2 separate regions of the Ovis aries genome follow, and region 1 is linked to region 2. Evidence: chromatin contacts called from public Hi-C data. All regions are on one chromosome and are shown on one strand. Each heading gives the region's core, a stretch centred on a gene start, on an enhancer-like site or on the middle of the called end of the contact. The rest is flanking DNA. Distances are from core to core; before and after follow the strand shown.

The links. Hi-C and Micro-C count contacts between places; a contact is called where the count stands out from the background.
Region 1: a Hi-C map of muscle shows a contact between it and region 2, with 2.5 times the contacts expected there. The contact joins two enhancer-like sites. A contact is called at or near these places in 3 of 16 Hi-C or Micro-C datasets (mixed tissues, muscle and tail adipose tissue).

What each region holds. Positions count from the first base shown.
Region 1 is chr2:239,611,145-239,618,009 of ARS-UI_Ramb_v3.0, forward strand. GPR3 (G protein-coupled receptor 3) reads right to left here. Exons shown (of 2, transcript XM_027965442.3): 2 at 2,015-6,865. It overlaps WASF2 (WASP family member 2), which reads left to right. Exons shown (of 10, transcript XM_060410636.1): 10 at 1-3,394. Among named protein-coding and RNA genes, the nearest start is that of GPR3, 10 kb to the right of the region's middle. Within about 2 kb of position 5,132, at least 18 of the 54 cell types and tissues checked have an H3K27ac peak or open chromatin away from gene starts, as enhancers often do.
Region 2 is chr2:239,499,903-239,506,881 of ARS-UI_Ramb_v3.0, forward strand. AHDC1 (AT-hook DNA binding motif containing 1) reads left to right here. Exons shown (of 7, transcript XM_042245109.1): 7 at 931-6,979. Among named protein-coding and RNA genes, the nearest start is that of WASF2, 12 kb to the right of the region's middle. Within about 2 kb of position 4,134, at least 16 of the 54 cell types and tissues checked have an H3K27ac peak or open chromatin away from gene starts, as enhancers often do.

The sequences.
Region 1 (6,865 bases), core at 3,882-6,381, 110 kb after region 2:
TCTGTAGTCTTCCAGAATCCTTGCCCTCAGCTGCTTTGCATAGTGCCAGCCATCTTCTGGTCCTGAAGCCTGCTGGCCCCTTTCCCGTGCACTGAGAGGGCGGAGCAGCCGCAGGCCCGGTGCCTCACCCCTCTGTCCTCATCCACAGGGTGAGGCTGCCTTTTTCTAAGCCTTCTCTGTGTCTAGATGCCCTTTATTCCGGGAGCCATCAAGCCCCTAAAGAAATGTCTCACCCCTCTCTGCTCAGAAACAGTGCCTTTCTGAAGGCAGGGTGGCTGCCTCCCTCCCAGGCTTCCTTCCCGGACTGTGCTGTTCCCGTGTCCCTCAAACACCCCTCCCTTGCCACCAGGTGCCTCCAAGCACCATAGCCCAGTTCTAACCTCTAGGAGCCATGACCAAACTAGCCCTGACACCCAGGGATCTGAGCCTCTGCCGCGGTTAGGAGCAGAGACTCGGAGCTGCAGGACTGGAAGAAGACGGAAGTCTCTGGGTTGAATGACGCTGAAGCCTGGAGATGGGAAGTGACTTGGCTCATGGTCACACCATTGGATGGGGACAGAGCTCAAGCCCGGAGTTTCTGATTCCGAGTCCCCTGTGCTTTATGGGACCAAATTGTGGGCACCTGCTAGGTTCTGGGCCCTGCGCTGCTCCAGACCTCCCCGCAGAGGGGAGTCCAGCAAAAGGGCGCGGGGCCTGTGCCAGGCCTGTCAGTGCTGCTCAGACCCTCGTGGCCGCGCTTCTCGTCGTGTGCCCCCCTTTCCTGTCACCAGCCCGGCACCTGGCCTTGAGAGCTGCCCTCTTGGGGGACCAGAGTAGTGCGAGGAGGAGGAGGGTAGGCAGTGTGACAGGTGCTGCTTTCAGTTCCTCTGGATCTCCTCCCCCGTTTGTTTCCCCAGTTTAAGCATAGGTCCTGCCAACTGTAGAAACTTCAGTCCCTCAGGCTGGCAGCGGCCGCAGGGAGCTGCCTGGGGAGGTGGGGTGGGGAGGCCTGGCAGCCGTGAGGAGGGCTGAGAGGCAGGACGACTCTGGGTCCTGTTTCCAGCTCCCCTCCTCACTGCACCATGATGTTCCCTCCCTCCCTCCTCCCTTTTTCCCCAAGCTAATACACAGGTGCTATTTTTGAGAAAAAAAGCCGGTCAGCTTTGGCTAGCAGTGAGGTTTCTTCTCTTCTGTTGTGTAGCCTCTTAGGCTGAAACCGGCTTTTCCAGGCTTCTCCAGCTCTCCAAGCCGTGAAACAAAGACAGACAGGATCTGTCTCCCCCCCAGCACAGCACATGGTTCTAGTAATTGCCAAAGCCCTCATCAGCCCCTCCAGCTCGAGGAGAGCATGCAGTCGTGGGGATGGAGCCGTTAAGAGGCCAGTGTGCCCGCCTGTCTCCCCAGATAGGGCGTCTTGGGCGCAGGGCGGGCACCAGGCTCCGGCGCTGAGAGCGCCAGACCGTGTGCACCCCTGCCGTGCCTCCCACAGTGCGCTCCGGAAGCTGAAGGTGCTTTCTTCAGAGCTCTAAAACGGCTGCTGAAGGTGCCCCCCAGCTGTCACCCAGCAGTGGCCAGGCCAGCAGGCAGAGGGCAGCGGTTCTCCCAAATAGGGGCCTGGGGCCTGGCCAGGCCAGGCCGGGGTTTGGGCCTAATGGCTTTGACTGAATCACCCCCACCCCCTCCTTTCTGGAAACGGGGGAGCCAGCACTGTGCTCGTATCATCCAGCTCTGACCTTGAAGGGGGTGGTGTTGGCCTGGCTTCTGGAATGGACAGAGCCTGCCGAGGAAGAGGGCTGGGGGCAGGAGGAGGTGGGGAGGGGCACTGCCTGCGGAAGGTAGGATTAGATCATTAGCTCAGTGACCTCCTAGGGTTTCGATGTGCTGTGTTCTCATCCTACAGCTGGTTTGGTAATGATCTGCAAGTCCCGGAGAGCAACAGCACAGCTCTGCCTGACGCTCTCATTAAAATCTATGCAGCCAAGCTCGGCGCTTTGTAGCAGCCGGCCTTGCGAAGCTTCCTCAGCTCAGGGGGCTGGGGACCCAGTCAGCCGAGAGGCCCTCTGGGCTCTACTTATGCATATGTGCACCAAAAAAAAAAAAAAAAAAAAAGCTTCTTTAAACCCAGAGCCCTTTAAGATGATAAAGGACCCTGTGCAGGTAATTGTGTGTCTTTGGAATCCTGTAATTGTAGAATGCCGTTTAGTGATTATTTAAACTGGGCTGAGGCTGGTGAGGGTGTGGAGCAATGGCCCCTAAGGACTCTGAGGGCTGAAGGCAAGGAGCCGCCTCCCTTCCCTGTTCTGCCCAGCCCAGGGGACCTGCCCCCATTCCTGTGGCCCAGGGGCCCAGCTTCCAGTCGGCAGTGTCAGAAGTGACTTGTGGCTCTGCCTTGGTTGTGAGATGAGTACATTCCAAAGGAGCAGCCATGGGGAGGGGGCAGGCTCAGCGATCCCTTGGAGGTTCAGAGCAGCTGGCCTGAGCTCCAGCTCGCCTCCAACGGAAGCTCGTGTGCCCCTCAGAAACGACCCTGGCCAATGTCACCGCAGAGCTGAGGCAGTGTTGTCAGGGCTAATGTGAAATCTCTTCCCGTGGCGCCGATCCTCCGGCTCTGCAGTGCCAGCTCGGACAGATTGAGGTCTCTGTGGCTTTGGTGACCCTGCTTAAGCATTCCCACCGTGTCCCAGCTCTGCTCTCTGCCTGCCTCCCACTGCAGCACCCCCTCACCTGCTTGGGGAGGAGGGCAGCGCCCCAAGGCTAGGGGCTTCTGCTCAGGAGAGTTGTCAGGCTTCCTGGGCTCGTCAGGCTTTGAGCTCTGCCGGGGTCCAGCTGACCTGGGATACCAGGGGTTGCCCAGAGATGCACCTCATCCCGTGCCTCAGGAAGGGCTAGGGAGCAATTTTGTTATTGTATTAACTTTACTCAGTTAACTCATTTGAGAAACTAACCAGTTTTTACTTTCTGTCTAGAATGATGTATGTGTAGGAGAGTGAGCCGTAACGCTCCCAAAGTGCCTTGTTTTCTCTGATATAAATATATTTATAAGGACCTGGTCCAGTGGATTATTCTTGGGTGTGTTTGCCACATGAAGATGTTAGGGACTAGGCTTGTATGTCGTGGGGTACAGTCTGAAGATGGGGCCCCTTCCCCTGAAGATGGGACAGGAGCTGCAACTGAGATCTGAGCAGTGGGGCTGAGCCAGACCCCTGAAGTGACCCTTTCCTCTTTCCCCTGCTGCTCTCAGGCCCTTAGAAGAGAAGGACACCCAGCTTTTCAGTCCCGTGCCTCCAAGCCTGGGCTCACGTGAGTCCCTGCCGGGTTCATGTGTGTGGCACGTTAGCTCCCAGAGTGACCTGAGGATTCTGTGTGATTGTTTTATGTATACTTCCGAATACATAAATGCCAACATTTTAAATAATCTGATGAAAGTCTTTGTAACCATGCAGCCACCTCTGGGGGGTGTGTATGTGTGTGTGCGTGTGCGAGCGCGCACTTGTATCTGTGTAATGGGAGAAGCAGTTCCAAGGGGGCAACATTGATAGCCACAGGTGGTGGCCAGAGCTCCAGAGGGAGGTCGGTGTGGGTGGGCTCAGAGGCCCGGGGCCTCTGCCTCTGGCTGGTGCGCCCTGTGTGGGAGGTGGGGGTGTTGATTTAGGAGGAGACCCATGGTGGGGGGGCACGTGGAGGCCACCTCAGCTGCCTGGGAAGGGTGTGCTGGGGCACGGGAGGGCGGGGGGGGGGGGGCCTCACATCAGGCAGGAGAATGCTGATGCTGCCTGCCAGCATCTGGCCGGCATCTTGTCTGCCTCTCAGACCCGAGCAACTTACCTTAAATAGAACGACTTACAGTGGAATCCGATAAAAGGGTTAGGCTGCCGCACGCCCCCTCTCTCTCCTGCCTGGGAAGGCGACAGGTCTGGGTTTCTCTTCTGACCCTAAAAAAATGACCTACCCAGGAAGCAACGGTTGTTCCGAGCACAGCTGCTGCGAGTAGCTGTCCCCGGGGGTAATTGATGAGCAGACTCCCTGTTCTGAGCCCAGCAGACAGACGGTGTGGGGCGGCCCCGGGAGAGGGGTGGGAGCTGGGTTGGTGACTCGGCTGGTCACGCCTGCTGTTGCGAGAGAGTCACCCACTGGCATCCCAGGAGAGGGGGCAGAAGTTTTGAATCGTCAGCAAGTGCTGCGCCAGCCACTCTGAGCTCATCGCTGGGGGTGGGGGTGCAGGGGAGGGGGCGCGGGAGCTGCTGGCCCTGGCGGAGCCCCTCACCCCACCCTCCTGCTCAGGCCTCTGTTTAGTCAGCACTTGGCTTCCCGAGGTCGGTGACTGACAGGCAGCCAGACGCCCGCCCTGGGAGAAGACAAAATGGTGGTGTCGGGAGCCGCCCTTGCTGGAGAATTGGAGGGAAGGAATGTGGTTCTGGGCAGCTGGGAGTCTGACTTAAATTCCAGCTCCTCCACTTGGGAGCTTCAGCTCTTTGGGCTAGTGAAAAGAAGGAGCATTCAACTACTACCTGCCCGAGACTGCCTGTGCTTTATTTCACCAACCAAAGGTCCCACTTGACGCTTGAGAAACATGATTCGGAGAGGTTGAGTTGCCTAAGACCGCATAGCTGACCAAAAGCAGAGCTGCAGTTCGCGCGGGGGTCTCTCGTGTTCTGCCCACCACGCAGCGTAAACCATTTTCAGAATCTTTCCATCGAGGATCATGATCTTTGGTGTCAGAGGGGTGTGTGAAAGGTTTTCTGTTACAGACTGCCCTACCTACCCGCTGGTGCCTAGTTTTATAAATGATGGTTGATTTTGCTCTCGCTTTGCAATAAGTGAGCTGGACTGGGGGCCCTGCTATCCTAGACCTTTAGAGTTAGAAGTGCCCTGTGCCCTCAACTGCCTGGAACACAGTGGTCTCCCTGTGTATGGGCAGGGGCTTCCAACAGACACAGCTTCAGTATATGCGCACACCTGTTCAGATGCTAGCATTTGTGCACACTCAGACATGGAGACACGTGCACACAGAATCCTATCTTTGTGCAAACAAGAGCACAGAGCAGCACACGGTTACAGGATCACAAGCGCAAGCAAACCACACAGTCCTCAGGAGCCACCCCTCCTGTGCTGCCTCTGCCAGCTCCTCACTGCCCCCTCCTGGCCGCCTGGTGGCCAGGGCAAGCTGGCACCACTTCCGTAAGTGCTGCTCCAGGGTGGTTGTCAGCCAGTTCCCTCCTAGATCTGGAAGCTAGGAGATGTCTCAGGTGCTCCCCAAAGCCAGCCTTAGCCCCAGGAGAAGTGTCTTATGAGGGGTCTGAAGCTAGAGGACAAAAAAATTAGCCTTTCACACCCAAAAGAATCTCTTCCTGGTAGAATGCTCGGTACCATGGTGGCAGGCATTCTGCAGAGACACCCTCCCACTGCAGCAGGCAGGCATCCCTGCCCTTACCTGGGGGATTGTGCACACACCTGCTCATGCCCTGCGTATGTATTTAAGGAGGAGGAGATTTCCTGGCTGAGAAGTCAGGCCAGGTTTTCTAGCTCCCACCTTGCAGCTCCCTCTGGGCCTCAGCTCCCTCCCCTGTTCAGTGAGGAGTCGCACAGGATTAGGTATTCTGCCCAACACCGACCCCCCACCACAACTCGTGTCTCGCTGTCTTGGGAACTAACCTCTCCCAGACGTGTGCCTGAGTAAAGCACATCCATAAAGATGAACCCATGGACTCCTCAGGCAATCCCGGAAGGACAGCCAATACCAGGCTTTTTATTCCTAGTTTACAGTTGGAAAGGCAGACACACAGAGAGGTACAGCAACTTGCCCAAAGTCACACAGCAAGTTGGCAGCAGGCATGAAAGTAGAAACCTTCCGCTTTCCAATGCCCCTGGCTGTCTGCAAGAAAGCAGAACTCGCTGTGGGCTCAGGCCCAGAGCCAAGGAGACAGGAACTAGAGAAGCAAAGCCAGAACCTCTGTCCCGTCTGGGAGCCCCGAGGCTGAGGAGAACCCAGAGGGAGTACTGGGCTTAGGTATTAGGCAAGTTCCACCACTCCCTGCCCCCAACACACACCCCTCTCCCTGTAGACCGCAGGAACTTCAAACTCCCTGTTCCTCCGCAAAGCTGGTGGCTGGCTGTGGGAGTTCTTATTCTGTGGCTATTTGGGGGTCCATCATGGTAGGCACACACATGCCTGCACTCTGGGTGTGCATGTACAGGTGTGGATGTATGTTCTTACATGCCTACAGGTAGACCTAGGTGTACATTCATAGGCATGTATAGCAAGTAAATTTGTGTTTGCAAGCAGATATACATATGACACATTTGGGCATTTAGGTGAAGTGTGTTAGGATGTACATATATCAGTGGTCTCTGTGTATCTGACAGGTGAATTTATCAACATGTAAGATTTTGATTAATGGGGTTTTTCCTGAGTGTGGGTGTGTGCAAATGTTCACATGCATTTGTGTGAAATGGGCTGGAGCATGTCCACCCACATGACTAGTGTGCGTGAAAGTGCGTGCAGCGAAAGCTCAGGTGACTGGATGCATGTGAATCCTAAGTGCCCTCCCACGAGGGTACGATGCCAGTGTCCCCCCAGTCCTGGTATAGGGGCACCCTCCCTGGCTCCAGCTCAGCACTGAGCTCATAGCACCCCCGCCCTGCCTCGCATTCTATTCCCCAGACCCAACCTGCTTGGCCAATTTGCAGCCTCTCGCTCCCAGCTCCGGAGAAGGCCTGCAGCAAAGTCAAGGGGCTGGTGGCCAATTAGTGAGGGGGTTAATCAGGGATCTGGGGACCCCCCGGGGGGTGGGAAGCCAAGGGCAGACATTGGGGTTGGCAGGAGCCTGAGCTGCATGTCATGAGGCTGGGGGGAGGGGAGGCTGAGCCAGCCGGTTAGTGCTGGAAA
Region 2 (6,979 bases), core at 2,884-5,383:
GAAGAAGCCTGGGGGCTGGGGCTGGGGAGCGTGAAGACATTAGAGCTTGGGCAGGGGGCAGAAGGATGGCCACGAGCCAGAAGGACTGGAGGGCAAGACTGGGGACCCAACAACAGAGCAGGGAGTTGGGATTCAAGGGGTCTGGCATTAGCTGTTGGAAACAGTCTTAGGGAGGAGGTGAGTGCTTGGGTGGGGAACCCAGCCTGGGGCTTAGACATTCAGGGGTCCCATTTTTTAAATGGCTGGAGGACCGTAGACTGAGTAGGGCAGTCTGGTTTGGTTCATCAGGTGTCCATTCTCCTTAGCCACGCTCGGTCCTGAGCAGGGACCACCTGAGTCCCAGCACACACTTATCACTTGACCTCTTGTAAGGGAGGGTGTTTGCATCACTGCATAAGACAGATGAAGGAAGAAGCAGGTTGGATAATTACCCACAAAGGCCCATCTAGGATACTGATCCTGCCCGCTTCCTTGTCTCCCTGGGAACTTCATTTAATTCAAGATGCAGTCTGACAAAGGCCAGGCTGAGGGTGTGGCTAGGATGTCCTTTTCTGGCCTCGCAGGGTACCTCAAAGGCTATTATTCCACAGGGGTATTTGGGATTTCAGTGTCTGGGAACCTCCAGCCAATGGGTCTGTCCCCAGGTAGGATGTTGCCTACCTAAAAAACCCCAGGCCCTTTCCTGAAACCAAATTCATTCCTTAAGAATTCAGTTAAGTATTGTTAGGTATTTCGATATTGTTTTATCAGGTACTGTCACTTCCTTCAGTATTCTTTAAGATTTTGTGTTCAAGAAAAGGAAAATAAAAGAGGGGGAAATGCCCCCAAAATGGTCTAAGGGGACAGAGTTGAAGGAATCATTTTCTTGATGAACAGCCTGCTCCAGAAATGCAGCCATTAGTGGCCCTTCATTTCCCCCTCTTGGTACAGACCTGTCGCAGAACTGACCTGGACATGGTGGATAGTGATGGAATGGGCTGGGGGTCTGTCTGAGCCTCTCACCCCGCCCCACACCTCTGCGACTGCTGCAGCCTCCTGGGAATGTCTTTTCCTGGAGAAGGAATGACAGGGCTTCTGGAAAGCCCCATCCCTGCTCGCGGAAGGCCATTCGAGGCCAAGGTGACTCAGGGTCCTGAAGTCATGTCAGTGGAAACTTATTACCCCCTCTCCTCCTGATCTCAGCTCCCTTGGTGCATGGAGATGGCAAAGGGCAGCGCATGGGAGTCAGGAGGCCTGGGGAAAGACCATTCCTCAATTGGCCAACTTGCTATGTGCCATAGACAAAGCTTTTGCCCCTCCTTTCTCCCCATCCCCCCAACTTCTGTTTCCCCATCTGTTGAAGGAAATTGACTTTGGTAATCTCTTGGGTTCTTGAAATTCTCCATGGCATAGAGAATGGACCAGACTTTCTTGGGGGCAGCATGTTTTTCCTCGTAATGAAGCCAAACCAAGATTAAAATGGCCTTCCATTCCCCATGCACCTCATTGCAGGCAGCAGAGCCACAGATCTGAAGCAGGCCAGGGAGAAGCTGCTTAGGGTTTAAAATGTCAAACTCTTGATCCTTCTCACTGGAGGGAAGATGTCTCGTGGATAATCCAGAAAATGTGAAATAATCTGAAAACCTTTCCTCACAGGCTCTGGGTGGGAAAATAAACCGGTGTGGGGGCTGGGTGTTTGGGCAGGTCACGGCTCAGTGAGATACATAATGGAACCACCCAGCGAGGCCTGAACGCAGGAGGAACTGGGACACCATCCAGCCCCACGTTCTGGCCGGCTCCCCACTCAGAGCTGGGAGTTGACAGCACTAGTCCTCAGACCGAGGCACTCAGTCGTTCCAGATACATACATCCAACACCCACTGCCTGCCAGGCGTTGGGGACACAGCAGTGAACACCACAGTGAGCCCCTGGTCCTCAGGGGGTTTCCAGTTTAGAGGGAAAGACAGGAAACAAGAACACAAAGCATTTGGTAATTACGGTCATAGGAAGGACCATGCAAGAGAAGAAAAGGTCAGAGGCCGCAAAGGTCTGCAGCCAGCTGGCCAGGTGCTGAGGCTGATGTCTGAAAGATGAGGGCGCGTCAGCTAGATAGGGAGGGGGGCAGAGGGAACAGCAGTGGGTAAAGCCTGGAGGCCAAAAGCAGCTCAGCTTTGACGATCTGATGGGAAGACAGTAACACTAATGACGGGGTGAGGAGGCAGGGCCAGATCATGCAGCCATTGGAAGGATTTTGAAGTTTGTTCCAAGACAAATGGGAAACCATTGAAGGGTTCTGAGCTGGGGTACCGCAGGCGGCGGTGGACCAGGCAGGTGTTCAAGGAGGGAGACCAGCCGCGGTAGCTCAGGCGAGCAGTGGTGCTGGCTTGGACTGTGATGGCGGAAAGGCTGTCCCCCCTTCATCCAGGATGGCACATAAGCCCTCATCTTGGGCAGCCCCCACTCCCAGTGCCAAGGACTGATTAAAAGCATTGTGGGGAGTGAGAAGTGTTGGGGATGCAGGGAAGGAGAATGGTAAGGAAGAAGAGTTAACAGAGGGAGTGGTGCTTGTTAACAGTGGGAGTGTCACTGTCAACAGAGGGCTTAAACAAGGAGGACAGTGACACACTCTTCACCAGCAGGGCAGCGAGCCCTTTTGACCCAGAACTGGGTGCAGGAGCAGTCACTGAGCTCAACCTCGCATCTTGAGCATCACCCCCACCTACCCTCCGATGCCTGTCCCAATGCCAGGCACAGCCCCTGTCCTCAAGGGCCCATGGAAGCTAACCCAAGCTCACAAAGAGCCTCAGGCGTCTGGGCATGAGATGGTAGGGAAAAGCAAGCCTCGTGCACCAGGAAGGTGGGCCATGGCCCCGAAGTCACCTCTCTGTCCCTTGGTAAGAAAAGGGACATGTATTCGTGCTGGGCTGTTTGTACAACACAGCCTCACTGGCCCTTCACAGCAGCCTGAGGGGTCGGGGTACTTGCCTCTTCCATCAGCGATTCAAATCTCTCGGAATGCAGGTGCAGCTCCAAAGGTTGCCCAGGGAATCCACGGGTAGGAAACAGCAGAGTCAGAATTTGAACCCAGCACCCCACCCTCATGGATCCTGGATACTCTGCCTTGCTGGTCCCCTGCACCCCTGATCCTCCACCCTCAAGATGACAGAGTGGTTGGATGCTCCCCACAGCTCTGTCTGGGTCTGACATTTTAAATGGATTTTGAGGTTCTGTGAAAGGAGCTGCATCTGAGCTCAACCTTGAAGGATAGGCAAGCTGTGGACACACAGGAGACTGGGGGAAGGGCGGTTCCAGGCAGAGGGAGCTGTGGGCAGGGGCAGGTCACATCCCAGTGTGAGTGAGAAGAAGAAAGCTGGGAGGAACCGGAGCGGGGAATGTGGGCCCTGACTGTCTGGGAGCTGAGCTGACAGAGGGGGAGGGGGGCGGGGGGCGCCCAGGCCGGCAAACATCTTCTCTAGTCCCTTAGATGGAACGCAGAGCCAGACAGACTGGCTCCGCCTTGGGCCCTCACAGCTGAAGATCAGCCCCTTCTAGACCCTGGGGACAGGCTGTGAGGGTGGGAAGGGCCCCTCCAAGGTGTTCAGGGATCTCGAATCCCCCCCTCTTCCCCATTCCCTCTTGGGTCTGGACCTGAGGCCAAGAGAAATGTCACAGGTCCTCCAAGGTTATACCAGCTGGGGCAGGAAGCAGCTTCCAAGGCCACCAGTCAGCCAGGGTCAGCAGGCATGCCCGGACCTGGGCCAGGCCCTGGCTGCTCTGGGCTTTGTCTCTCCCTGTCTTGAAACCTCAAGAGGTCACCTGATCTTGCCTCTGGCCCTGAGCAAGAGGCCCACACCTCAGGGGTCAGGCAGGCTTGCCCGGACTCCTCTCCCCACTGGTGCTGTCCTTTCTCCTGGCCTATCTCTCGCTTCTCCTGCAGCCATTTTCAGACCTTCTTGTTCTGAGCCCTTATTTCCTGGAAATGTAACCTCTGTGAGCATGCCCTCTCAGGCCCCTCCTCTCCCATCTCCCCGCATCCCTGCGGACCCGGAAGAACCCAGGGAGGCTGCAGGGTGGTGGCTGGGAACAGGCCTGTGGGTGCAGACAGGCCTCTGTGCAGAGCCCGATTCCATCCCTTCCCAGCCATGTGACCTGGTGAGTCATGTCACCTCACTGTGTCTCTTGTGAGAATTAAATGAGATTACCCGTGAAGCACTTAGCCCAGTCCCTGGCACGCAGGAAGCACGTAATCAGTGGTTGGTAGATGAGTGAATAACATACCTCCTCGCAGTCTGCATGAGTCACACACCTCTGACCCTTTTCTCCAAGCTCAGGACTCTTGTAGCCAGCCCTCCTTCACCTGCTTTCCCCAGCATCCCTCCTGGGAAGGAGCTTGTATTCTAATGTAGGTTTGGGGCCTTTGGGTTTGGGAAACTGTGAAATTCCACCTGGTTACATGCCTTAACAGTGGGGCTGAGTCCTCCCTGGGGGCGTCCAGAGTCAAGGTGAGTCACAGGTCCCACCCCAGCGGACCTAAAGCCTGATGGGCAATAGGACCCAGACTGCTGCGTGATCCAGGTCGGCTGGAAACTCTCCACATAGTTACCCATACCAGTTCTGTCTCAGTCCAGATCATCTGAAAAAGATTTCCTGTCTCTTTGTCATCTATCTTTGGCTACCATAGTGCCCTCAGTTGGTGCCGGAGGGCAGGAGAAAGTAGGTTAATTCTGGGTTCAACCCACACAAATGAACCACCTAGCCTGAGCCAGGCATTGCGTGTGGTGCTAAAGGAGCCACTGAACAAGATGAGCAGTGTCCTGCCCTCATGGAGTTTGCAGCCTTTAAGCAGGTGTTCATTACGAGCATCCATGTGGGCAACACTCACCAAGGGAGGGACTGAGACGCTCCCACCAGACATACCAGAGACCACCCTCTTGAACCAGGGGCAGGACTGGCAGGAAGAGCTTCCGGTGAGGGGCGGGGCAGCAAAATGAGTCTTGAACAAACTCGAGGCTTCAGAAGCTATAACCTTGGGTCAGCCCAGCCAGCACCTGGCAGGTCTCTGCCCCAATATCTGTCCTCCCCTGGAGCCCATACCCCCGCTGTGGCTGCCAAATATCCTTCAGGTTTGTGGGATGCTGTGTCTGGACAGCTCCCCACTCCCGAATATTTACTGGATGAATTGATTCAGACATATCTGCTCTTGTGGCTTCATTGCGTAACACCTTCTGATTGCCCCCTCAGCCCTTCAGCCTCCTATCCTGGTGTTCTAGGCATTCGAGGCCGCGCACATCCTCCCTTCCCAGCCCTAGACTGGGGTCTGGAGAGCTTTCCAGGCCCCTTCCCAGCGTGCCTGCACCTTTGCGTTGGCTGTTCCCTGGCCTGGGGTGCCCTTTCCTAGCCATCATCCATCTCCCACCTGTCAGGTCCTATCTTTCACTCAGACACCACCTCCTCCAAGAAGCTTTCCAGGATCCTTCCCAGGCACAGTTAATCTGCAGCCCTTTATGCAGCTGTGACAGCTCTTCCTGGGAATGACTTCCTCACTGCGCCATCAGCTCCTTTAGGCGGGTTACTCATTTCTGTGCACTGTCCCCTCGGTGTCTCATCGTGCCTGGGACACTTCAGGGGTCAGAGTTCCCCCCACCCCCACCCCAACCTTGAGTCAAAGAAGGGCATGTAGACCAGGGAGAACTGAGAGAGAACGGGTTAGGCCTCGGGGAACAGACATGAGCTGGTTTCTCTCAACCCCGCTGTTACCAGATACACTCCCAAGGATCAAGCAAGGGTGGGGTGTGTAAATGAACCAGTTCCAACTCTCGTGGCTCTTGGAATTCTCCAAGTGCAGCCCCTCCAAGTTTGTAGAGAGGAAGAGGGACTCGCCCAGCCACCCAAGCAGGAAATCACAAAACAAAGAGCCAGAAAGGACCCTTGGGGTCACCCAGGTCCACGTTCTTGCCACTTCTCAGCTTCCATTCAGTTGCATGCCCAACACATTACCTGTGGGTGACACCTGACCTGGCACAGGCATCTCCCTTTGGAAAGAGAGAGAGGGGTGTTAGGGGGACATGTATAGCCTCCTCTCAGGGGTAAGGAGGTAAGGAGTGTGAGGCTCCGAGAGGTGAGAGATACACACAAGGTCACAAGCTGGGTGGGCAGCCATGGGTGTAAACCCCGCTTGGTCTCATTAGCATCCCTCCATGTGCCCAGTAGTGGAGGGAAGCAAGGGAGGGTCCCCAAAGGGAATGACAGGCAGAACTAGAGTTTAAGGCATGCCTCTGGTCACTGGTGGGTGGATTTTGAAAAAAACTGGGGCAGGGAGAGCCCCACCCACCCATGCCACAGCCTGCCCACCCCCAGTTGGAAGCTTCATCCCTCATAGATGTCTGTCTGGGTCCCGCCTACCTGAGAGTATCCGCATCTGCCAGGTGTGTTCTGGGTCTCAGGTTAGCAGTATCCTCTCCACATTTAAGGGACTCGCAGGCCTGACTTTGCCTGAAAAACCTCAAGGGATGGATCACCTTTGGGTAGCTGTGGTTTGTCTCTGACCCCTTGTCTTTGGCACATTATCTCACTGCCCAGAGATCTTCCCCCATTCCCTGTTCAACCGCCTTATTTTGCATAGAAACTGAAGCCCAGAGAGGGCAAGGACTTAACCTAGGTCACACGGCAGATCGGTCTCTCAAATTCTCACACACTCTTTGCCTTCTGTTCCACTGTCGTATAAGATGTTGAAACCCCCCCCTTTCTGGAGGGTAGAGACTTGAAGCTGGGGCTATATTTTAGACTACCTCTCTGCTGGTTTGCTTGAATGAATGCACAAACGTGCTCCTTTTGCTGGGGAGAGCAGGTCTCTTTGGACAGCCTGGTTTATCCATGGTCTTCAGCATTTTAAATTCCTGCTCAACTCAGCTCTCTCTTGGTGCCCCCAGTGCCGGCCTCCACTGACAGGCAGAGGCCACTGAGAGGCCTGGCCCCACAGACTAGGTAAAACCGCTGGAGT